Regions from separate parts of the Mus musculus genome. Here region 1 is linked to region 2. A link is a contact called in public Hi-C data. All regions are on one chromosome and are shown on one strand. The core of a region is the stretch at or near the end of the contact, and the rest is flanking DNA. Distances in the headings are between cores, read along the strand shown. Region 1 holds the start of Med30 (mediator complex subunit 30). Region 2 has its middle 8.3 kb from the start of Gm23267.

The links. Hi-C and Micro-C count contacts between places; a contact is called where the count stands out from the background.
Region 1: a contact with region 2 is called in a Hi-C map of the C2C12 cell line, with 5 times the contacts expected there. The contact joins the promoter of Med30 here to the enhancer-like site in region 2. A contact is called at or near these places in 4 of 39 promoter capture datasets (the 3T3-L1 cell line and liver), 7 of 484 Hi-C or Micro-C datasets (the C2C12 cell line, Th1 cells, adipose-derived mesenchymal stem cells and 3 more) and 2 of 115 datasets of contacts at active chromatin or transcription factors (the SCID.adh cell line and bone marrow-derived dendritic cells).

Annotation. Positions count from the first base shown.
Region 1 is chr15:52,710,640-52,715,743 of GRCm38.p6, reverse strand. It overlaps Med30 (mediator complex subunit 30), which reads right to left and starts at 3,299. Exons shown (of 4, transcript NM_027212.2): 1 at 3,058-3,299. The coding sequence starts at 3,234.
Region 2 is chr15:52,505,372-52,510,453 of GRCm38.p6, reverse strand. No RefSeq gene overlaps it. Among named protein-coding and RNA genes, the nearest start is that of Gm23267, 8.3 kb to the right of the region's middle. Within about 2 kb of position 1,638, at least 2 of the 459 cell types and tissues checked have an H3K27ac peak or open chromatin away from gene starts, as enhancers often do. A contact at or near this core is called in the C2C12 cell line, where this site is marked.

The sequences.
Region 1 (5,104 bases), core at 2,050-4,549, 200 kb before region 2:
GCCAGAGGATGCCAGAAACTGTGGTATGATGTCCCTGTTCGTAGGGTTTGCCCCTAGGTATACAGGCAGAGTACAAGATTAATAGAAATGAAGCAACAACGATAACAGTGCGCTGTAATGAAAGCTCCGTACAAACAAAAGCTAAGTGCAAGCTGCATTCCTCTTCTGAAAATATCCACTTAAATATCCCTATGAACCATGAATAATAGAAATTGGATAAGCAGCCTATGGTTAATTGAACACTCATGTTGTTCACAGTTAAGAAAGTCTATTTGTATCATCGCTTTTGACTTTTTGGAACTTGAAAGCTGTTGTGGCTTTTTAGAGCCATTGTAAGATCCCCCAAGGAGTCAGAGATGAGTTTGGGCACTAACTGAAAGGCAGACAGGTAACTTGCAGCCCTTACAAACCAGTTAGAAAAACAGATCTACCTGGAGCTCGGTTATGGGCCGGGACTTTCAGAAAGTCTCTTTCTTGCAGGTGATGGACTTGAATCCTATCTGTTACTAAAAGAGATGGTTTAACAACAACTTAACGATGCAACAACAGGTTATTATAGTCATCTGTGACGGTGGGTGGTCCACTTATTCTCTCTTTGATCCTCAGTTTCCTTAACTGTAAAATAGGAATAAAAAAAATACCTCTTGAAATTGTTCTTACAATTATGTACCCGACCAAGAAGAGTAATTGGCGAGGGTTTAGTGTCTGTGACCATACCTGCTTCTACACACTCTAACCCAGCTGCTGGCACAGGGCAGGCTTAAATATAAGAAACACAGTGCCCGCTGAATTCGGAGACATCATACAATCCACACTCTAGACATTTCGTTATGAATCCATTCACTTGAAACTGCCAAAGAATTTCAAACTTCTCTTTTGAGTCCACTTATCATGGTACTATCTTTGTGTAACATTTCACACTGAGTTACTGATAGAGTGCTAAGAGAGTCCCACAAAACAGAAACACGTTTATAAAAATCGAAGAAGAAAATCTCAATTATCTTTTCTTAAGGCAAACAAAAGCCATAAAATACTCTTTAGGGCACTGTACTGGCTAGTTTTGTGTCAACTTGATACAGCTGGAGTTATCACAGAGAAAGGATCTTCGGTTGAGGAAATGCCTCCATGAGATCCAACTGTAAGGCATTTTCTCAATTAGTGATCAAGGGGGAAAGGCCCCTTGTGGGTGGGACCATCTCTGGGCTGGTAGTCTTGGTTCTATAAGAGAGCAGGCTGAGCAAGCCAGGTGAGGCAAGCCAGTAAGTAACATCCCTCCGTGGCCTCTACATCAGCTCCTGCTTCCTGACCTGCTTGAGTTCCAGTCCTGACTTCCTTTGGTGATGAACAGCAGCATGGAAGTGTAAGCTGAATAAACCCTTTCCTCCCCAACTTGCTTCTTGGTCATGATGTTTGTGCAGGAATAGAAACCCTGACTAAGACAGGCACCCATAGAAGTAAAAGATGTTAACAGGCTCCAGATATGGCATCAATTATACTATGCTGAGTAGCTTTGGGGCAGTCAGTTTACTTCGCTGACCCACAGGCTCCTCAGGAGTAGAACAAAGATGCTTTCTGCATCTTGTAATGTGAGGATAAGCAAGCTCTAAGAACGACTAACAAATGGTACTGTCACAATCTGGAGCCAAAAGATGAACTTAGACCCAAACGGATTGCCCATATCATCCCTTCAGAATCTAGCCAGGAGATAAACACAAGGAGAGATTCAAAGAGCAAAACTTCCACAGGAAACATCCATTGCTTTTTAAATTTTAAGTTTGATACCAAAAGCAAGAACTATGGATGAACAAATCAACAAGTAGGATGCCCTCAAAATGATAAACCCTCTGCTCCTCAAGAAGAAAAGAAATGAGTGGCCGACTTAAGTACCTGGGAAAGTAAAGAGAGACAACAGTAACAAATGACGATAAAGCAGAGGTAAACAAGGACCCTCAGAGATGGAGATTCAAATAGATCAGACACATTAAAAAAATTACACACACACACACACACACACATACATACATAATTCAGCTATTCCACTCTGAAATCAACTGAAACACATTCCCATACAAAAAAATCCATTAAAAAATTTTTGTCATTATTTACAAATTCGTTCATACAGATGAACGAATGCAAAGGCTGCCACGTAGTCACTCAACAAATTAGCAAGAGAAAAAAATAACATAAGTATATGCTGAAAGAACCTGGACCAATAGAGCTCACATGCTATGTGATTCTTATCACATACAACTGGAAAAACACTAACACTGGCTCCCTGGGGATGGAGGCAAACATGCCACGGGATGCAAGGAAACTTCTTGGATAACACTTGTTTTCACTCTTGCAACTATGATAAGGTCACAAGTATATTCCTAAACATATGCCATAACTTTACATTTGCACAGCTTACTGTAGTCTAGTTAAGTCTAGAAAGGGGTTACACTATTGTCTGAATTCTTCAGCTTCGGGGCATCTCCTTCAGGAGAAATTTTGCTCTAAAATTTTTAAAGTAATTTTAAAAAGCAAGTACAGCGTGATCCATTTGAACTTTGAAAAGCACGATGGGGTTGGGGGACAGATATGCTTGTGACACTTCTAGCGGTAATGAGCATAGCTAGTATAGGAGTCGCCTGGGGTGGGGGAGAGACGCATGCTGGGTAACAGTTCTGGGGAAAATAGGGGTGACCATGTCTGGAATCGCTCATGTCAGATGGCAGACTCATGCTGGGGACATTGGCATAACGGGGTGTCCACCCGTCGTAACCCTGAGCAAGAGATAGATGCACGGTGGGGACTTTGGGTATAAGGGGGTGTGTCCATGCCTGAGGGTTTTCCAGGGCGTGAGACAGACACATACTGGGAACCAAGGGTGTAAAGCAGGATGGCCAGCCTGAGGTCTTCCAGGTATGGGGTAAGGAGGAGGTGGGACCTCCACACCTGCGGCCTCTCAGGGCAAGGGGATACACGCTGAGGACCTGGGGTGTAGAGGCGACCCGGCCACCCTGAGGTCGCCCGCGGAGGCCCGCTTTCACCAGCTCTGTCACCCCAGGCGCCCACCTGCATGTTCCTGAGCAGCTGGAAGATCTCCATGGTGCGGTACACGATGTCCTGCACGGTCTCCTGCCCGATGCGGCACAGCGTGGCCGTGTTGACCTCGCGCGCGGCCTGCTGAGCCTGCGGGCCGCCGAAGGGCCCGGACGCCATGCCCGTGGGCGCCAGCGGAGGGGTGGACATGGCACCCCCGGCGGCTCGGGTCCGGCGCGAGCCCACTCGGCCGATTTCAAAAAAGCGGCGCCACTTCCGCCCGCCGCGATGCAAGCGCTGTACCGGAAGACTGGCGCCTCGCGGAGCCTGACGCGATTGGGCTCCGCAGTTGGGAACGGTAAGACAGACAGGAAATTACCCAATCAGAAGTAGAGTTCTGCCCAGGGGGCGGTACCAGTGATAGATGGGGTGGGCTTTCCCAGAGTTCTGTCTGTGCCCTAAGTTGTGTGTCTGGCTGGTTCTCTGCTTCTGTTGGGTTCTTGCAGAGCATTCTTTCTCATAACAAACCTATGAGACATGTCTAATTACAGATAGGATGCAGGTTCAGAGGGCTTGAACTAGTTGTTGCACTGGCAATCTTCTGTTCAAAGTCAGAAAACATGATTTCTGTTCTTGTACGCTTCTGGGTAACAAGAAACCCACCACCAGGATTGCTTTTGTTCCCTGTTTGAGTATTTTCCAAGTTCCTCTAAGTAATACACCTGTAGACATGCACTACTTTCTGATTGTGAAACTCCAGTAATAATCCCTCCCCAATGTACATCTGAAATTGCAGCCCCAGATACTTCTCTGCATTTCCCATACATGTCTACAAAATATTAATATGTAAATTAGACACAGTAAGACATTAATGGTAATGTAAATATAGCAATATATTACAGTTACTCCTAACTTGACTGTGCTAACTATTCCTAACTATGCTGTGCCCAGGATAGAAATAGCATAGTAAAAAGTTCAGTAGAAGCTGCCCTCATAGAGAATAAACATTAATTACTGTGATGACTGTGTTAGGATGAGAGCCCAAGGTCCTGACGTCAGGGTGCTCTTTAGTGGACCTTGTACAAGATGAAGGGAGTAAATCTGGGTCTTAAAAATAGATGAAAATGGAGCACTAATTACACCCAAATTGTAGCTTTGGAGACCCAGAAGCCATCACCAACACTTGAGGGAATGCTTTTATTATGGTGAGTATTGGGAAATATGATAGAAGACAGGTAAACAATGGAGGATCTAAAACCATGTAAGGACACTCTGACTGAGCGACAAAGCACATCATAGAAGTGTTTCAAGGAGACAGATCTAAACGTGAAATCTTCAGGACAGATTTAACTGGCTGTTCAGTGGAGAGAGGCTGGTGAATGGTGAGTGCTGCTTCCCTCCTCTTGAAGTTATTGATGCAGATGATCTGAATTAGTGAAGGACTCAGTGGGCGACTTGTTAGCGAAAATCTACAGAACCTGATGTTGTTATAGATGGGTGCATCTGGAGAAGAAGGAATAAAGAGAGCACCTACTTGTGACCTGAATAAATGGTGGAGCTTCTGCCATATCCAAAGAGAGGGAAGAAAAATCAAATTTCAAAGAAGCAGTTCATTCTGTTGTTTTCCTAATGCCTTGATAAAGCATTACCCCAAACTAACATTTTTAGAGCTCAGACACCCAAACCAACTTCAAGGTGGTGGCATGGCTGTGTTCTTTTCTAAACTACCAGGGACTTTCCAATATCTTGTCTTTTCCAGTTTCTAAGGGCTACATGCATTCTGGGTCTTACAGTTCCTTATTAGCTCAAAATGGATTTCTACCATATTTGAGGTCACCATACATTGCTACAAAAAGAGGAATTAGTCTTTGACCAACATTTATGAGAATGGAAAAAAATAGATCAAAACCATTTCCCCCTCAAGGTTCTCTTACAGTGAGTGCTACCTCTGCTTTTTTTCTGCTTCTCCCTTCTCCAGTCAAGGATCTTATGTTTGTGTTAAAATGACCCAAATAATTCAGGCTACCTTCTGATTTTAAGGTTAGATGTCCTGCAACTTCAGTTCTATTTACTACTTTAA
Region 2 (5,082 bases), core at 389-2,888:
GGAACTAAATGACAGCAAGTGGCGTGTGTTTGTGTGTGTGCCAATGGGGAAGCTCTGCTTAGTGACACAACTAGCATTCTAACCACTTTTCCAGTTCCCTAATTTGACAAAGGCACCCTCGGTGCTTACAGGACACAGAGGTACTGTCACCCTTAGATCTGAGGTTCAAAATGCCACTGTGTCAGCTGACTGTGAGCACACACCAGAGCATGGCTTCCTGCAGTCTGGCTCTGGCGTGCCCTCTACTCTTGTCCCTTTGGAAGCTCATACACGTCATGGAGCCTGTTTTCATCCTGCTGTCAGCCCTGGTCTCAGCCTTGTTCCTTCCTCCTGTTTCTCGTGTCTATACATCATTCCAAGCACCGATGCCTTATCAGACTCCTCTAGAAAGCTCTGCTAAAGGAGGCCAGCCCCAGGAGTACTACATCACATCTTCAAAGCCTCCTGACAAAGGAAGAATGTGAAGACTGGGCCACTGTAACTACTTTGATCCTGTAAAATAGATCTTAAGTGTGACTGCTTGGAATCTTTCCCTGGAGGTCCCTCACAGCCGGGTGCCTATGGGACAGTGAAGAAAAGGGGCCGTGGACACAAGTGAAACAAGAGCCACATCAGAACTCTTAAATCCTTCCCCAACCTTCTTGCTTTCTCCCTCCCGGACAAGGTGTGAAAAATATCTAAGAAAATTCCCCTACCCTACAAGGCAGGCATCTGACAGCTTCCAGAACGCTAACCTGAATCTCAGGTATTATTGGCACATTCTTTAATTTGTCCTCGGGGATGTATATAATTAAAGGTTATGAAATTTGGGCAATTATCCAGGCTCTTTCTTCCTAATGGCAGACAGCAAATATTAAAACGGTGCTCGGCATTCACCGCTGCCAGCAGCAGCCGTGTTCTTTTTCGCACGGATCACATTCTTTCATTCCACACTTAATTGGGAATGAAAAAGGTCTTTCATGCTCCTGTTCACCTCTCTGCCTTTTTTTTTTCCACCTCCCTCTCTATTTCTTGAGGGAGGCCTGTGAGGCGTACAATCTTATTCTGTGTCCGCCATTGGTTCGGTGCTGGCTACCGCTTTCCTATCACTTAGCACACCGAGGTTTTCCATTCAAGGGCATGTGGGGATGAGCAAGCCTGTTCTAGGTCCTTTTGATTTGCTTTTAGAGAGATCCTTTGGAAAGTCTGGCTTTGGGGGTTTATTTTTAGAGGCGGTGAGACCCAGACTTCATCGTGCCTTGTAGATCTTACTTGATTCTGCAGCGAGGCTCGGCCCCCACCCTCCTCAAGTACCAACCTATAGCACGGACAAGCTTGTAAGCTTCTAAACCACAGGAGGACGATTCTGATCCTTTCATCACCTGGTCCCAGCGGGGTTTCTCTAACTCATCAAAGGTGAAAGACAGAGAGCGACTGACATGGACAACTGGACCAATATCTATTTGTAGTCCTTTTTTTTTCTTTTTTATTATTATTAAGCTGATGATGGCTTAATAACCCATGACCTTTCTGTCATTCTATTGTTGCCCTGGTGGGATGGGATATGTTGTCTCTCTTTCACAGATAAGGCAAAGGACACTCAGGCTGAATGGACCACACAGTAAGGGATGTGAGCTGAGAGTCAAGCCCAGTGACTTGAATGGAATGTGTATGCTCCATCAACCGAAAGATGACAGACTGCAGCAGCTGACATTTCCAGTAATGACCCAGAAGGGATTTTTTTTTCTCCTTATTAAGCATAGCAGGGTTGAAACGTACTCTTCTTGACTCTGATGTGCCAGATGAATGGTTATTTTTTTTTTTTTAAATAACAGGTTTCACCCTGCTCTGAAAATCTCCTTTCTGACTATGATAATGGGATATGCTCAAGGGGTTCTGTGGAGTGTAATACGGGAGAGGATAGTTGACAAAAATAACTTCACCTCTTTTTGCTTAAGATTCTCTGGTGACTATATACACATGCATGCGCACATATGTACATGCATGTGGTATGTATGAGAATATGCTGATGATCTGTGTTGAGCAATCAGCTTTCTGGGTGATGTAAGATCTTCTACTTGTAGCTTCTTCCAATTTCCATGGTGCAAACTCACTTCTTGTGACTTAATTACTCACCAACATAATAATAAATGTGGGGTCAAGATGAGATGCACAAAATAATCGTTTCCTGACACGATACAGCAGCCCCATCAGCATTCTGGACACAGGTATAAAATGGAGTTCCTTGGCAGGATAGTGTTGTTCACCCAGGGACTTGTACTTGATCCTTCTGAAGATACACCTCTGTGCAGGTATGGCCCAAGAAACTTCAGATCGATCTGCAGAGGAATCTCATTGCTAAGGGCAGTGGTTCCTTATGCTCATCTGTAGACTCCTCTAAGTGGTCCCCAGTCCTTTATCAGTGCTGCCTGATTCTATATCAGTGTCCTCAAAATGCCAGCAGATGAAGTATCTGTTTAATAATAAACTGGTTTCCATTACAGACAACTGGGCATCTTGTCCACATCTTAGACTTTAAGGGCCTGACCTTCCACACCCTCATTTCTCACTGTCTTGTTCACCAGCTCTTTCCAGACATCTCTCACTCATCTTTCATGAGCCACAGTCTGTGAGGCATCCTTGGGCTTTCTCTAAACCACTGCCCTTCTGTATCACATCAGTATGGCACCATCTGGATTGTAAAGTTATTCTGGATGGGTTTTATTAACCCCAAATTTAAGAACATGGAATACATGACAAGCAGCTTGGAAATCCATGTTAACTGCATCCCAGAATTTAAACACCAATGCCAAAGGTGTCCAGAAAATAAAAGTGAAACCATGCATACTTGACACCTTACCTATAATTGCTTGACTAGTCTCAACCTCTTTCCGTGACACACATCACTCCTGTGTTATATTTTGGTTCCTGGCCTGTTCTTTGCTGTTCCTGCTGGCAATTCTCCACTGCCAGCAGGATTCTGAATTCTTGGGGGTTTGTTTGTTTGTTTGTTTTTCTGAAATGGCAGAGCACTTTCTTTTAAACTACTGAGTTTTACATCAATTTCATGCTGGAACACACAGCCTGGTAAAAGACTTCTAAACCGTACTGTCTCTGAATGGAGTGCTGTTATAGCTTTCATGGGAATGAAAGCATTTGCATTAATACGCTGGCTAAAATATTTCTCCAGAAGTGAAAATCGAATCCTCCCTCAAAACACAAGAATTTTCAAGTGTGCACGTATTTAAATAATTTTCTACTAGTTGGACCAAATTTAGGAGAGAAGAAAAAAAAAAAAAAAAAATCTGTGGTGGAGAGTGACAGATCCTGTCTTTCTTCAAGAACGTCGGTAGGGGGAGCTCGTGCTTCGTCATGGAACCTGAAGCCAGGCTCCCAGCAAATGCAGATAGCTTTCAAGTGAGGAAGAGAAGTTTGGGGTGTGAGAGAATAAAAGGAAGGAGAAGAAAAAAGAAAGGAAAGAAAAAAATCCTGAACTTATATTTTTTTATCTAGTATTATCACTATGGTTCATCAAGCTTTGAAAAATGGGAAATGTGTGCTGTCTAGAACAAACTATCAAACTTGCCGGCCTGCCCCACCCTCAGAATACTTTTTCTTTGTCGCCTAGGGTAGCATGGTTTGTAACGAAGGTATAGATTTTCTCTTGTGTGGGAGAAGCTGGCTTCTCTGACCTTACCCAGCGAAGGTGTCGATGCTGATCTGATACCTTTAATCAAATGTGTCTGTAGAGAGAAGTTACGTGACCGGGAGACACAGCAGAGCTGGCTGTGGAAGTTTTGCTGCTGAAGAGGAGATGGAGGGAAGGCAAGAGACCTTTCTCTCGGGTTTGGCTGTGGGAAGGGAAGCACGGTGCAATGCGCTAGATTGTTGGAAGTGTGTGGACTCATCATGTTAGTTTGTCTACATAAAATGTGCCTTTTGCATATCTGTGTTCTGATTCGATGATTGAGGCCAGCTGGAAACCCATAATAGAAATTCAGGCCATTGGACTATCTCTAGACGTCCCCCCCCCCCACCCATTCCCACCTCTAAAAAGCGTGAGCTCACCCCAAACATGAGAAAAAATTTTTGAGAGGAAAGCCGTCATTGTTCTTTCCTAGATATCTTGAAATAAAAAGAAAGTTTTTTCCATGAAAATGGCTTGCTGTGCGATTTTTCTCTGGGAAGTGATCACTTCATATTTAATATTTAACTGAAATTAGAATTACAACAGGATTGCTCATTTTCTTTATTTCTGAAATTCATTTTAAAATAGTCTGCTCATTTAGTGTAGACTTTTTTGGCAAAATAATATAGAAAAACCCGGCATATTCTTCCTCGTATGGACAATCTAGCCAATGATGAATGATTCGTGAAAACAAATGTGGTTGTGGGTACATTATATGCACAGGGGAGAACGAGAAGGCTAAATAGTATAGGTGAGGAAGGACTGAATGCAGGCAATGAATAGTTTAACTTTGTTACAGATTTTTATCTTTGGTGATAAAAGTTTAAAAAGTGTTTAAATTTTATTTTAAAAAACAGTGAAATCATAAAATTCACAGGGGATTCCCTCCATAGATTGTGTTTTGATTGGTTACTATAATGTATAGAAAGAAGTTTATTAAGTTTTATACTCTTTAGATCTGGTTAATTTATGCTTTTTTTTTGAACTTTTTATAATAAACTTTAAAATACCGTTTAAAACTATGATGATGTAAAAGAGGCATGAAGGGCTCTGCCTTTACTGTTTTGGTTTGGTTTTTAACTGTATTTTGGTTTTTTGTTTGTTTTGTTTGCCTGCGGAGCATCTGCACCTCAGACCCTACCCAGTGTAGGTTAACTGTTGGAGAGTGATGCCATCTTGTGGTCAGACTAGAAATTAAGTCTAAATATTAAGAGCAAACAAAACAGCCGGTATTTGAAAGGTTCAGTGGTACCAAATGCATAAGAAGAACCCGTTAAGTTTGGGTCTCTCTCTCCTAACCGTAGACTCTCTTATACAGAGCCTCCTATCGGGAGCACTTGGAACCCTTACGTTGACACACTGAGCTCAGCCTATCTTTTCGATTTGTTCTTTGCACTCTAAGTGAATAAATTTGA